Linked DNA regions of Rattus norvegicus: region 1 is linked to region 2. Evidence: chromatin contacts called from public Hi-C data. All regions are on one chromosome and are shown on one strand. Each heading gives the region's core, a stretch centred on a gene start, on an enhancer-like site or on the middle of the called end of the contact. The rest is flanking DNA. Distances are from core to core; before and after follow the strand shown.

Region 1 (6,538 bases), core at 586-3,085, 280 kb after region 2:
TCCAGCTTCAAGAATCTTAAATAAAAGGGTGAAGGCCAGGTACTATGACTCACCTGGGAGTCAGGTGAGTTTGAGGCCAGCCTGGTCTATATAGGAAGCCCCAGACAGACAGACACCAAAAGACAGAAGGTGCTTCTACCGAGAATAAACAAGCAAAGCATGGGCCACTTTAAAAACTTTTGTTTTTACCATCTTCATTTGTGAATACACAAAGGTCAGAGGAGAACTTATAGGGAGGAATACCTCTATCTTTCCACAGCTTTACCTGTGGAGCCATTTTGCCTGTGCCCAGTTGGTTTTTTTTTAATCTTTATTAACTTGAGTATTTCTTATTTACATTTCGATTGTTATTCCCTTTCCCGGTTTCCGGGCCAACATCCCCCAACCCCTCCCCCCCCTTCTATATGGGCTTCCCCTCCCCATCCTCCCCCCATTGTCGCCCTCCCCGCAACAGTCTAGTTCACTGGGGGTTCAGTCTTGGCAGGACCCAGGGCTTCCCCTTCCACTGGTGCTCTTACTAGGATATTCATTGCTACCTATGAGGTCAGAGTCCAGGGTCAGTCCATGGATAGTCTTTGGGTAGTGGCTTAGTCCCTGGAAGCTCTGGTTGCTTGGCATTGTTGTTCATATGGGGTCTTGAGCCCCTTCAAGCTCTTCCAATCCTTTCTCTGATTCCTTCAATGGGGGTCCCTTTCTCAGTTCAGTGGATTATTGCTAGCATTCGCCTACGTATTTGCTGTATTTTTTTTTTTAAGATTTATTCATTTATTATATATAAGTACACTGTAGCTGTCTTCAGACACACCAGAAGAGGGCATTGGATCTCTCTTTTTTTTTTTTGGTTCTTTTTTTCAGAGCTGGGGACCGAACCCAGGGCCTTGCGCTTCCTAGGCAAGCGCTCTACCACTGAGCTAAATCCCCAAACCTGCATCGGATCTCTTTACAGATGGTTGCGAGCCACCATGTGGTTGCTGGGAATTGAACTCAGGACCTCTGGAAGAGCAGTCGGGGCTCTTAACCGCTGAGCCATCTCTCCAGCCCCCCAGTCTGTCTTATATACTGGATACTACTACATATCATTGTCTTGGCTAGTTTTATGTCAACTTGACACATGCTAAAGTTCCTTGGCAAGAGGACTATCAACGGGGAAAATGTCCCCGTAAGACTGTCCTGCAGGTAAGAATGTCTGCAAGGCATTTTCTTAATTAGTGGTTGATGTGGGAGGGTTCAGCCTATCGTGGGTGCTACCACCCATGGCTGGTGGTCTGAGCTCTACAAGAAAACAGGTGAAAGTTGGGTGTCGTAACGCATGCGCTTAATTCCAGCTAGATTCAGAGGTAAGAGGATCCCTCTGAATTCAAGGCCAGTCTACTCTACATAGCAAGCTCCGGGTCAACCAGGAACTTGAGACCCTGTTTCAAGGGTGAGCAAGCCAGTCAGTAAGCATCACTCTCCCCAGCCTCTGCCTTAGTTCCTGCCTCGAGGTCCTGCCCTGACTTCCCTAAGTGATATCATTCTACCAACTGTAACACTTTGACCCCTTTTTTTCAACAGCAATGACAACTACTGCTAATAATAATAGTAACAAAGGTTTTTACCTTCACCAAAGGGAAATCTTGTTTTCTGCAGCGCACAATCATTCGAGGTTCCAACAGCTGGTACAAGCCCTGTAAAAAGAAAGCAGCAGAGTCTGTAGAGGAAAATACAGCACAGCAGTGTCCTGCAGTTCTTTCCGGTGTCACCGGGAAGCTGCAAAGACCACAGGCAGCACGAGAACACAGATTACACGGCCTGGTATTAACATCGACACAGACTGGAACCATGGACTTTGAATGGCCAATGAAATTCCCATGGAGTCCTGTTAGCCGGACTGAGGACAAGCACTCTGGATTAACATGAGTAAGAGAAAGAGACCATAACCCAGGAGCAAACAACTGCTTGACTTTTCTGTTTGTGCAGTGCTAGGGATTGGACCTGCGGGTCTCTCACATGTTAAACGAGCATTGTGCCTTTACCACCAAACTATGTCCTCAGCACTAACCGTGAGGTTAAAGCCAAGTGTTTCAAAGGTCGAATCAATGCGGGAGAGTAAAACTGCAGGCCGGCAGATTTAACCAGAAAGGTAGGAAGAACCCTATAATCAGAGGGAATAATAGTAACACCCTTGGGGTTGGGGATTTAGCTCAGTGGTAGAGCGCTTGCCTAGGAAGCGCAAGGCCCTGGGTTCGGTCCCCAGCTCCGAAAAAAAGAACCAAAAAAAAGGTAACACCCTCAAGTCTTAGACAGATGAGATGTCGCCATCTTATGCAACACACCAGACACAGGAAAGAGGAAGAAAGCAGTTAGGGGGAACGGAGCCGCTCTCTGGCAGACGTTTTTAAAGGCCTTAGAACCGCAGCTGTGTGTGCAGCCTGGGCATAGAAGCGTACCTGGAGGACCAGCCCGTCCAGCAGCACCTGGTACCTGGTCGTATCTTTTACCACCTTGCTGAGTCTCTGTTTTGCCTCATTCAGCAGATCCTGCAAAGAGTGGAAAGAAGACGTGTTATGGCCACGTACATCCCTGTTACATCCGAGCTACATCTACCTTACAGCCGCCATCCAGCTCGTGTGCTCACCTCACACCACACTCCTGGGTTTTCACTAAACACACAGATAGCGTATGTGACTGTGCCACAGACACTGCTAAATGCTGGTGGGAAACACCATTCCTGTTCTTAAAGAGTTCATGCTAGATCTGCTTGGCCCCAAAACCTGGAAAGATCTACAAGCCTGCGATTCCAATCCAGACGGGGAAGAAGGGCTGTTGAGTGTTGAAGCCAGCATGGTGGTTTATGCTTGCATGCTGGGTCAGTGGAACGACCGAGTCCAGGGCCTCACTCAACTACACAAGAGTTCCAGATTTTAAGGCTACTGGCACCTTGTCTCTAAAACAGCCAGGCGCATACACACCTTTAATCCCAGCACTCAGGAGGCACAGGCAGGTGGAGCTCAGTGAGTTCCGGGCCAGCCTGGTCTACAGAGCAAGTTCCGTGATAGCCAGGGCCACACAGAGAAACACTGTCTTAAAAAAAAACAAAACAAGCCAAGCAACCATGACCAATGAAACCAGCAACCATCTGGGTCAGTTGGTAATGTCTGCTTAGCATGCAAGAAGCCCTGGGCTTGGACACCACCCCCTGCACCCCAAACTACATTCCACAGAAGCCCAGCCCTTAGTGGGGGCAGGAAGCTCAGAAGTTTAAGGTCATCCTTGGCTACACAAGAACATCTAAGCCAGGCCAAGCTACACGCTGGTACTTGGCATAGAGTGGGTTTCATGCCCTGAACAGTAATTATGTAGACAATTCAACTATGAAACACTCTTATAAAGAGCCGGAGTGGTACACCTGTTTCAGTCCCAACAAAACAAACAACTACAAACGCCAAAAACAAACCAAGCAATCTTTTTTTTTTTCTTTTTTCTTTTTTTCGGAGCTGGGGACCGAACCCAGGGCCTTGCGCTCACTAGGCAAGCGCTCTACCACTGAGCTAAATCCCCAACCCCCAAACCAAGCAATCTTATTGAGTACAGCTGGGTTTGGGGATCCAGCTCAGGAGTGAAGTACAGCTAACATGCACAAGCCCTGGGTCCTGTCACTGGCTGTAAAAGGACAAGCTATCAAGTGAATCGCAGTATAAATGTATGTAGGTCAGCGAGGGACAACCAAGCTGGACCACTGTCTCCCAGCTTCCCCTCTGAAGCAGCTCTCTAGACAAGCCCAGGGAAGATGGGGATGCTTCTCTCCTAGGTGACCAGTGGTCCTGCACAATTTGGTTGCTCAAAACAGTTCTACATCTAATTCCCTTCTTGTTTTTGACAGTCTCACTATGTACCCATGGCTGACCTGGAACTCACAGTGTAGCCCAGGGTGACTTCAAACTTTCAATGCATCCCCTGTCCCCCACCTGAATGTTGGGGATGCAGGCGTGCACCACCATGCCCAGTATCATGTGGTGCTGGGGAGCCAGTCACACCAGTGCCAGAGCTTCCCAGACATGAGGCATGCTCACTGTTCCAGTTTCAAACATTCTGCCACAAAGGAAGACGGTCTCCACGCCTCACCAGCCCCAGTGAGTATTTTGCTGTAGAATAAAATAACTAAAATAAAGTTCTTTACAAAGAATTGTACAGTTTTCTGGATCAATCTGACCTCAAACTATCAGGAGAAGCACACACATACAGCTGGGTGGTGGTGGTGCACGCTGTTAATCCCAGCACTCAGGTGGCAGAGGCAGGCAGAGCTCTGTGAGTTTGAGGCCAGCCTGGTCTACAGAGTGAGTTCTAGGACAGCCAGGGCGCACACATGCATGCACACATGCATGCACACGCACACGCACACACACTTCGAGAGGACTGGAGAGAGGGCCTGGTGGTTAAGGGCACTGATTACCCTTGCAGAGGTCTGATTTCCATCACCTACAGCACTGGCTTCCAACTGTAGCTTCAATTCTAGGGAGTCTGACTCCCTTTCTGGGCTCCAAAGGTACGAGGTGTGCACATGATACATAGACATACATACAAAGAATCCACACATTTAAGAAGAAATTCATGGGGTTGGGGATTTAGCTCAGTGGTAGAGCGCTTGCCTAGCAAGCGCAAGGTCCTGGGTTCGGTCCCCAGCTCCAAAAAAAATAAAAGGGAAAAAAAAAAAAAAAAAAAGAAATTCATGAGGACAAGGCGTGAGAACATTTTTTTCCTTTGAGACAGGATCTTAGCCCTGAGGCCTAGGCTGGCCTCAAACTATAACCCTGACTGACCTAAACCAAGCGATCTTCCTGCCTCCCCCTTCTCGGTGCTGATGTCACAGGTGTGCCCCTGGGCTGGCGGGCTGTGGAACTCTGGTGTTTCCATTTGGAAGAAGCCTGTGCGTCCACAGCAAGTAGCGACACAGTTAGCATCCTTTCAGACTCTAACCCTAAGTCGAGACCTCACTGCTGAGGCAAGGGCTCACGTTCTGTAGGCTTTCTTCCCAGACAAGCCACAATGCTTTCTGAAGGACAGTTTTCTTATTTTTTTTTTAATTTATTCATTTATTATATATAAGTCCACTGTAACTGTCTTCAGATACACACTAGGTACAGACAAGGGCATCGGATCTCTTTACAGATGGTTGTGAGCCACCATGTGGTTGCTGGGAATTGAACTCAGGACCTCTGGAAGAGCAGACGATGCTCTTAACCACTGAGCCATCTCTCCAGCCCGACAGTTTTCTTATTAAACGGAGTCTACACTCTCTCATACTACATATGCTGTTTGTGATACTGCCCACTAAATAAAACAACAAAAAGCTTTTTTTTCTTTTTGAGACAGGGTTTTGTTGTACAGTCCTGGCTGTCCTGGAACTTGGAAATCCTCCTGCTTCTGCCTCCTGAATGCTGGGATTAAAGGTGTGCTCCACCACCGCACAAATTAAAGCTAATTTCTTTAAATTGAAAGCAGGCCTGGCTCTTGGTTTCACACTCGGGGCCCTGTATTCAGCTCCTCCTTCATGTACTCTATGGGTTGCTTCTTGCTGTTGTATGATCTAATCCATGCCATTAGCTTAGAGTTCACACAATGCAAGGCCAGACTGCTATCACACCTGTGTCTATTGTTAATATCTAGTACATAGAATGCTCAACAAATGTTTTTCTCTCTAGAAATGCTCCTGACCCTGAGCACGGTGACGTATGACCCTATGGTGACATATGACCCTGAGCATGGTGATGTATGACCCTATGGTGACATATGACCCTGAGCATGGTGACGTATGACCCTATGGTGACATATGACCCTGAGCATGGTGACGTTATGACCCTATGGTGAGCACGCTTATATCCCTACCCTGGGCTCAGACCCCAAGGTTTAGGCCAGCTGCATAGTGAGACACTTTCACAAATGCAAACAAACAAATAAAACTGTTACCTAGTGATTCTCTGTAGTGGGCAAGAGAATAAGCATTTTATAGTTTCACAGCTACTAGGAGCTACTCACAGTGATGAGGTCATCTCTTGCTCTGAGGACTTTGAGTCTTGCTTGATTCATCAAGTTGGACATTTGACTGCAAAAGGGATGGGAGAATATATATCAGTACAACATTAAAAACAATGACTGCAGACAAACACAACTTCCCAGTCGGAGCAAAGGGCCCTTGAGAGACAACAGATAACCTTCAGGTGCCCTCAGTTGTCTGTTCTTGCTTTTTGAGACGAGGTCTCACGGTGTAGCTCTGGCTGGCCTGGAACTCCAAGAGCTGCCTCTGCTGAGCTGCAGGAGCGTACCACATTGCCCAGCTCTCTTTCATTGTCTCCTTGTTTGCTTGAGATAAGGTGGGGCTGTGGATCCTGTTTGTTCTTGTCACTTGTGAACTTTGTGACCCTGCTGTCTCAGACACTAGCTACCACCCCGGCTAAGGTTTCTGCTCCCCTGTTCTCTCTTGTCTCCAGCATTTTGAACTTTCCTTTGGATGAAGAGCAGATCTCAGGGAATGGAGTCTGGGGTCCAGCACAGGGTAAGC
Region 2 (6,247 bases), core at 996-3,495:
GCCAGAAGCTGGAAAGAACCCAGATGCCCTTCAACAGAGGAATGGATACAGAAAATGTGGTACATCTACACAATGGAATATTACTCAGCTATCAAAAACAATGACTTTATGAAATTCGTAGGCAAATGGTTGGAACTGGAAAATATCATCCTGAGTGAGGTAACCCAATCACAGAGAAACACACATGGTATGCACTCACTGATAAGTGGCTATTAGCCCAAATGCTTGAATTACCCTAGATGCCTAGAACACAGGAAACTCAAGACGGATGATCAAAATGTGAATGCTTCACCCCTTATTTAAAAGGGGAACAAAAATACCCTTGGCAGGGAATAGAGAGGCAAAGATTAAAACAGATACAGAAGGAACACCCATTCAGAGCCTGCCCCACATGTGGCCCATACATATACAGTCATCCAATTAGACAAGATGGATGAAGCAAAGAAGTGCAGGCCGACAGGAGCAGGATGTAGATCGCTCCTGAGAGACACAGCCAGAATACAGCAAATACAGAGGCGAATGCCAGCAGCAAACCACTGAACTGAGAATAGGACCCCCGTTGAAGGAATCAGAGAAAGAACTCGAAGAGCTTGAAGGAGCTCGAGACCCCTTATGAACAACTATGCCAAGCAACCAGAGCTTCCGGGGACTAAGCCACTACCTAAAGACTATACATGGACTGACCCTGGACTCTGACCTCATAGGTAGCAATGAATATTCTAGTAAGATCACCAGTGGAAGGGGAAGCCCTGGGTCCTGCTAAGACTGAACCCCCAGTGAACGTGATTGTTGGGGGGAGGGTGGCAATGGGGGGAGGATGGGGAGGGGAACACCCACAAAGAAGGGGAGGGGGAGGGATTAGGGGGATGTTTGCCTGGAAACCGGGAAAGGAAATAACACTCGAAATGTAAATAAGAAATACTCAAGTTAATAAAAACAAATAAATAAATAAATAAATAAATAAATAAATAAATAAAACACCTCTTTTTAAAGGTTCCCACATAGTTTAGGGTTGAAATGATAAGAACCCCAGGATTTAAAGTCTTACAGCTGCAAAGTGGGAGAGATAAGCAGGCATGCCAAAACGCTGTGACTGTTTATCTGAAAGATAAAAATTTGGAATTCGGGCTGGAGAGATGGCTCAGCGGTTAAGAGCACCTGACTGCTCTTCCAGAGGTCCTGAGTTCAATTCCCAGCAACCACATGGTGGCTCACAACCATATGTAAAGAGATCCGATGCCCTCTTCTGGTGTATCTGAAGACAGCTACAGTGTACTTATATATAATAAATGAATAAATAAATCTTTAAAAAAAAATTTGGAATTCATACTCTCTCTTAATTTTTGGAAACTCACATAAAAAAAAAAAAATCAAAGCCCAGCAAGATGGCTGTTAAAAGAGTTTGCTATGAGGAAGCACAAGGTCCTGGGTTCGATCCCCAGCCCCGGAAAAAAGAAAAAAAAAAAAAAAAGAGTTTGCTTTGTAAACCTGAAGACATATGAGTTCCATACAACACACACTGGAAGGTGAGATCCTCAAAGTTGTTCTCTAACCTACCTACATATACCTACTTCTCTTTCTCTCTCTCTCTCTCTCTCTCTCTCTCTCTCTCTCTCTCTCTCTCTCCCACACACACACACACACACACACACACACTGATCATGGTGGTGGTGGTGGTGGTGGTGGTGGTGGTGGTGGTGGTGGTGATGATGATGATGATGATGATGATAAAAGCTCCTTTGCCTTGACGGCTGCACTCCTGAGCCGTACACTGGTCATATTCAGTTACCTTTTTAGAAATACGAATCCGCAAGTCTTTACTTCAAACAGAAGTGGAAACGAATTAACTGCTGAGGAACATTCCTGACGCGCGGGAAGGAGCTGCGAACCCACGCAACGCTGACCTGGGTTTGGTTCGGATCGTTTTCCTGGGACACGGACTCTTCCAGCGGGCGGAAGGTGAGCACCCGGACACCGCCTCGTAAAGGACCAAGGATTCCGCGGCTCCACGGTCTCCGGGAGGGCGGCCCCAGGCCAGGATGCTCGATGCCCCGCACGGCCCTCCCACCCACCAGCCCTGGGAGTGCAGACCCCATGCGTCCTCACCTCAGCGCGGTCCGCGACGTAGCCCCTCCGGGGTCCGTAGCCCTGGAACTCCGCGGACAGGCGCACAGGCAGCTTCCACAGACAGCGCCCGGGGCCGAGAACCCCCAGCCGGGCGAGCGCAGCCATCGCGCTCGTCGCGCGCACGCGTAGACTGCGGGTCTCGCCTACTCTGGAGCCCCCTCCCCGCGCACAACCGAGCAACCAATCAGCGGCCGCCCGCGCGGAGCCTCTCGGGGGTGGTAGTCCGACCATACTCCACGGACTCGAAGTCCCAGTGCGGAGCAGAGAGCGTGCGGGCGGCGTTCGCGTCTCTGTAGTTGTATAGAGAGGCTCTGAGTCTCTCGCTTCGCCGAGAGGAGACTTGGGGTCAGCAAGTTGGTGAGCGCGGCCACCCGGGCTGGGAGGACAGACACCTGACCAATCAGTGCATCTGCTGACTTCCGGAAGCGTGTTTCTCGGCCGAAGTCTCAACTCCAGAAACCTTACTTGGTGACTTTTTGGAGCTGGGGCGACCGTGTGGAACTAGGCAGCCTGACTTTGAATCCGAGGTTGAGGAAGAAGAACTTTGTTTTGAGGCCCACGTCCTCTGAGCTTCATCCAAAGAATGTTGAATGGAGTGCTGCTTTTTTTTTTTTTTTAAGATTTTATAGGGCTGGGGATTTAGCTCAGTGGTAGAGCGCTTACCTAGGAAGCGCAAGGCCCTGGGTTCGGTCCCCAGCTCTGAAAAAAAGAACCAAAAAAAAAAAAAAAGATTTTATTTATTTATTTATGCATATGAGCACACTGTCGCTGTCTTCAGACACACCAGAAGAGGGCACAGATCCCATTATAGATGGTTGTGAGCCACCTTGTGGTTGCTGGGAATTGAATTCTGGACCTTGGCAAGAGCAGTCAATGCTCTTAACCACTGAGCCATCTCTCCAGCCCGGCGCTGCATCTTACTCTTTAAAAATCCTTTTATTCGGTAAACATGCGTGACAGTCCTATTTCCTGTGGGCTCTGACCCAAAACCCGGGAAAGCCACATGTTGAATGATCTCCTTGATTCACACTTGGTAGGTAGGTGGGTATTGATGTGCGAAAACAAGGTGAAAATGGTCATTGTCGGAAGTCAGATAATGTCAGAAGTCAGATAATGAATTCAACAAACATGTAAGGTGTACAGCTAAGCACTCTGCGGAGAGAATGCTTCAGTCAGTGGGGGTAGAGGGGGGGGGAGTGAGCCTACAGTGTATCTCACTTCAGTTGTGTGCATGGCTTCTCAGCTTTGAAGGCTAAGATCAGAAATCACAGGGGGTTGGGGATTTAGCTCAGTGGTAGAGCGCTTGCCTAGGAAGCGCAAGGCCCTGGGTTCGGTCCCCAGCTCCGAAAAAAAAGAAAAAGGAAAAAAAAAATCACAGTAACCACTGTTGAGGAAAAATTGGAAGATGTATTGCCGTTAGTCAAACCTGCCATGGCACACAGCACATTCCAGCCAAGAGATACAGCTGTATAGGTTTTTTTTTTAACCTCTTCCTGCTATTCAAATAAACTAATTTAGGAAACGGTGAGTGGTGGCTCATACCTATAATCCCAGCGCTCCAGAGGCTGGCAGGAGGATCACCCCAAGACATTGTCTAAATAATAGTAGTAGTAGTAGTAGTAGTAGTAGTAGTAGTAGTAGTAGTAGTAGTAATATAAAGAAACCGATTTAGCAGCTAGTAGCCTTTAATTGTATCCACACTTGTTCTAGTGACAGCCTCCTGTGAAAACATATTTTACCCCTCACCAGATAGGAGTCTTCAGAACTCAGTCTTCAACCCATCCTGCCCAGAGTGGGGATGCAAATGGTGAGAGTGCCTCTGAAAGCAACAGGATACATAAAAACATATGAGAGAGAAAGTGTAAAACACAGCTTCTGTTCTGAATGGCTACTACGGAAGTTCACTGAACTGTGTAGTCTGGGTCTGTGACTTTTTTTCTCCAATTCTTTTTATAATAAAGTTAAAAAACAAAAACAAACCTGGAACCTTGGGGCAGTGGTAGCCCTTGCCTTTAATCCCAGCCCTCTCAAGGCAGAGGCAGGAAAATCTGGTTTACAGAGGGGGTTTCCAGAAGAGCCAGGGCTATACAGAGAAGCCCTGTCTCACCCTCCTCTTTCCCTCCCCCTGAAAAAAAAAAAAGATCAATAACCAAAATACTAATGATCCTTTAAATCCTAAAAGATAATCATTTTAAAAATTGCTTAACCAGACTAAAAGCTTGCAAAAGTATCTTATGACTTACGGATAAATCATAACACCATAATTTCAGATGTATTTTACTTTGTGTATATGAGTGTTTTACCTGCATGAGTGTTTGTGAACAATGTGCATGTCTGTCAGATCCCCTAAACTGGGATTTGGACAGTTTTAAGTCATCATGTAAGGTATGGGAATCGAACCTGGCTCCAACAAATGCTCTTAACCAATGAGCCCCCTATCCAACCCTCATAATTTTCTTTGAAAAGCCATTTTCATATGTAATTGTTATTCTTTTTTCTTTGTTCCCAGGCAAGGTTTCTCTGTATAGCCCTAGCTGTCCTGGAACTAGTTCTGTGCTAGGATTAAAAGCATGTGTCACCACCACTGCCTGGCCATTTTTTGTTTGTTTGTTTGTTTTGTTTTTTTCTTTTTTTCCGGAGCTGGGGACCGAATACAGGGCCTTGCGCTTGCTAGGCAAGTGCTCTCTGGCCATTGTTTTTAAGACAAGTTTTCAACATGTGATTCTGGTCAGTCTGGAACTCAACTATGTAATGAAGGTTAGCCTGGAATTCACAGAGATCCAGCTGCCTCTGCCTGTCAAGTGCTGGGATAATCCACTATGGCTGGCATCCCCAAGTAATTGTAGATTGTTCAAGATTCAGTTAAAACTACATCACTTGCTGCATTTGATTGTCTTTAAGCTCAAAGGAAAAGGTCTTTAAAAAAAAAGATTTATTTATTATATGCAAGGACACTGTAGCTGTCTTCAGACACACAGGAAGAGGGCATCAGATCTCATTACAGGTGGTTGTGAGCCACCATGTGGTTGCTGGGATTTGAACTCAGGACCTCTGGAAGAGCAGTCAGTGCTCTTAACCGCTGAGCCATCTCTCCAGCCCCCTGGAAATGATCTTTTTAAACAAAGACAGTGTAGGGCTGCTCTTTGGAGAGGACCTGGTTTAATTCCCAGCACCCGCTTCGAAGCTCACACCTGTCTGTGACTCTGGTTCCGGGGCTTCTGACACCCTCAGTCAGACACACACGCCGTCAAAACACCAGTGAACATAAGCACAAACAGTTTCTAGGTGCCTGTTAGAACAAGGCTTTAACCTTGGATGAATAGGTAAATTTGTAGGTAAGGAAAAAACTTACATAAAGGTCTGCAGACTCTTAACATCTTTCAGCTATATTTATACCTGTTAGATATTTAAGATACACTATGCAGGTTATGGAGAAGCATGACATCCCTGGACCCAGAAGCGAGCGTCCTGTCCAGTCTGTGCCACAGAATTATCTTCCTTTGGTCCTCCAGAGAAAAAGGAACTATGGGGGTTGGGGATTTAGCTCAGCGGTAGAGCGCTTGCCTAGCAAGCGCAAGGCCCTGGGTTCGATCCCCAGCTCTGAAAAAAAAAGAAAAAAGAAAAAAAAAAAAGGAACTATTTATTACCTCTTCCCCCTCCCCCTCCCTCTCCTTCTCCCATCCCCCACCCCCTCCTCCTCCTCCCCCCTCCCCCACCCCCTCCACCTCTTCTTCCTCTTCCTCCTCTTCCTCCTCCTCCTCCTCCTCCTCCTCCTCCCTCTTCCTCCTCCTCCTCGGGATGGAGCAAATACCTTTTGTATCCAAAACTTCAGTGATATGGTTCACATGTGAGCTTTTTGACTCTCTGATGACCTGAGTCTCATCTCTGGGACTCACATGGCCGGAGGAAGGAACTGACTCCTGCAAGTTGTTCCCTTTCGGGGGCTAGAGAGTTGGCTCGGAGGTTAAGAACATTGTTGTTTCAAAGGACCCAGGTTCCATTCCCAGCACCCACAAGGAGGCTCACCACCTCCTCAAGCATCAGTGTGTGTGGTGCACAGTCACACGTGAAGGCAAAGCACTTGTTCGTATAAAACAATAAAAACAGAGGAAAAAGTCTT

What was found. Hi-C and Micro-C count contacts between places; a contact is called where the count stands out from the background.
Region 1: a Hi-C map of liver shows a contact between it and region 2, with 2.2 times the contacts expected there. The contact joins the enhancer-like site here to the promoter of Hdhd5 in region 2. A contact is called at or near these places in 2 of 12 Hi-C or Micro-C datasets (the A7r5 cell line and liver).

What each region holds. Positions count from the first base shown.
Region 1 is chr4:155,701,091-155,707,628 of GRCr8, forward strand. It overlaps Atp6v1e1 (ATPase H+ transporting V1 subunit E1), which reads right to left. Exons shown (of 9, transcript NM_198745.3): 4 at 6,016-6,082; 5 at 2,430-2,519; 6 at 1,599-1,667. Among named protein-coding and RNA genes, the nearest start is that of Atp6v1e1, 12 kb to the right of the region's middle. Within about 2 kb of position 1,836, at least 1 of the 93 cell types and tissues checked has an H3K27ac peak or open chromatin away from gene starts, as enhancers often do. A contact at or near this core is called in liver, where this site is marked.
Region 2 is chr4:155,423,221-155,429,467 of GRCr8, forward strand. It overlaps Hdhd5 (haloacid dehalogenase like hydrolase domain containing 5), which reads right to left and starts at 2,246. Exons shown (of 8, transcript NM_001107884.1): 1 at 2,107-2,246. The coding sequence starts at 2,232.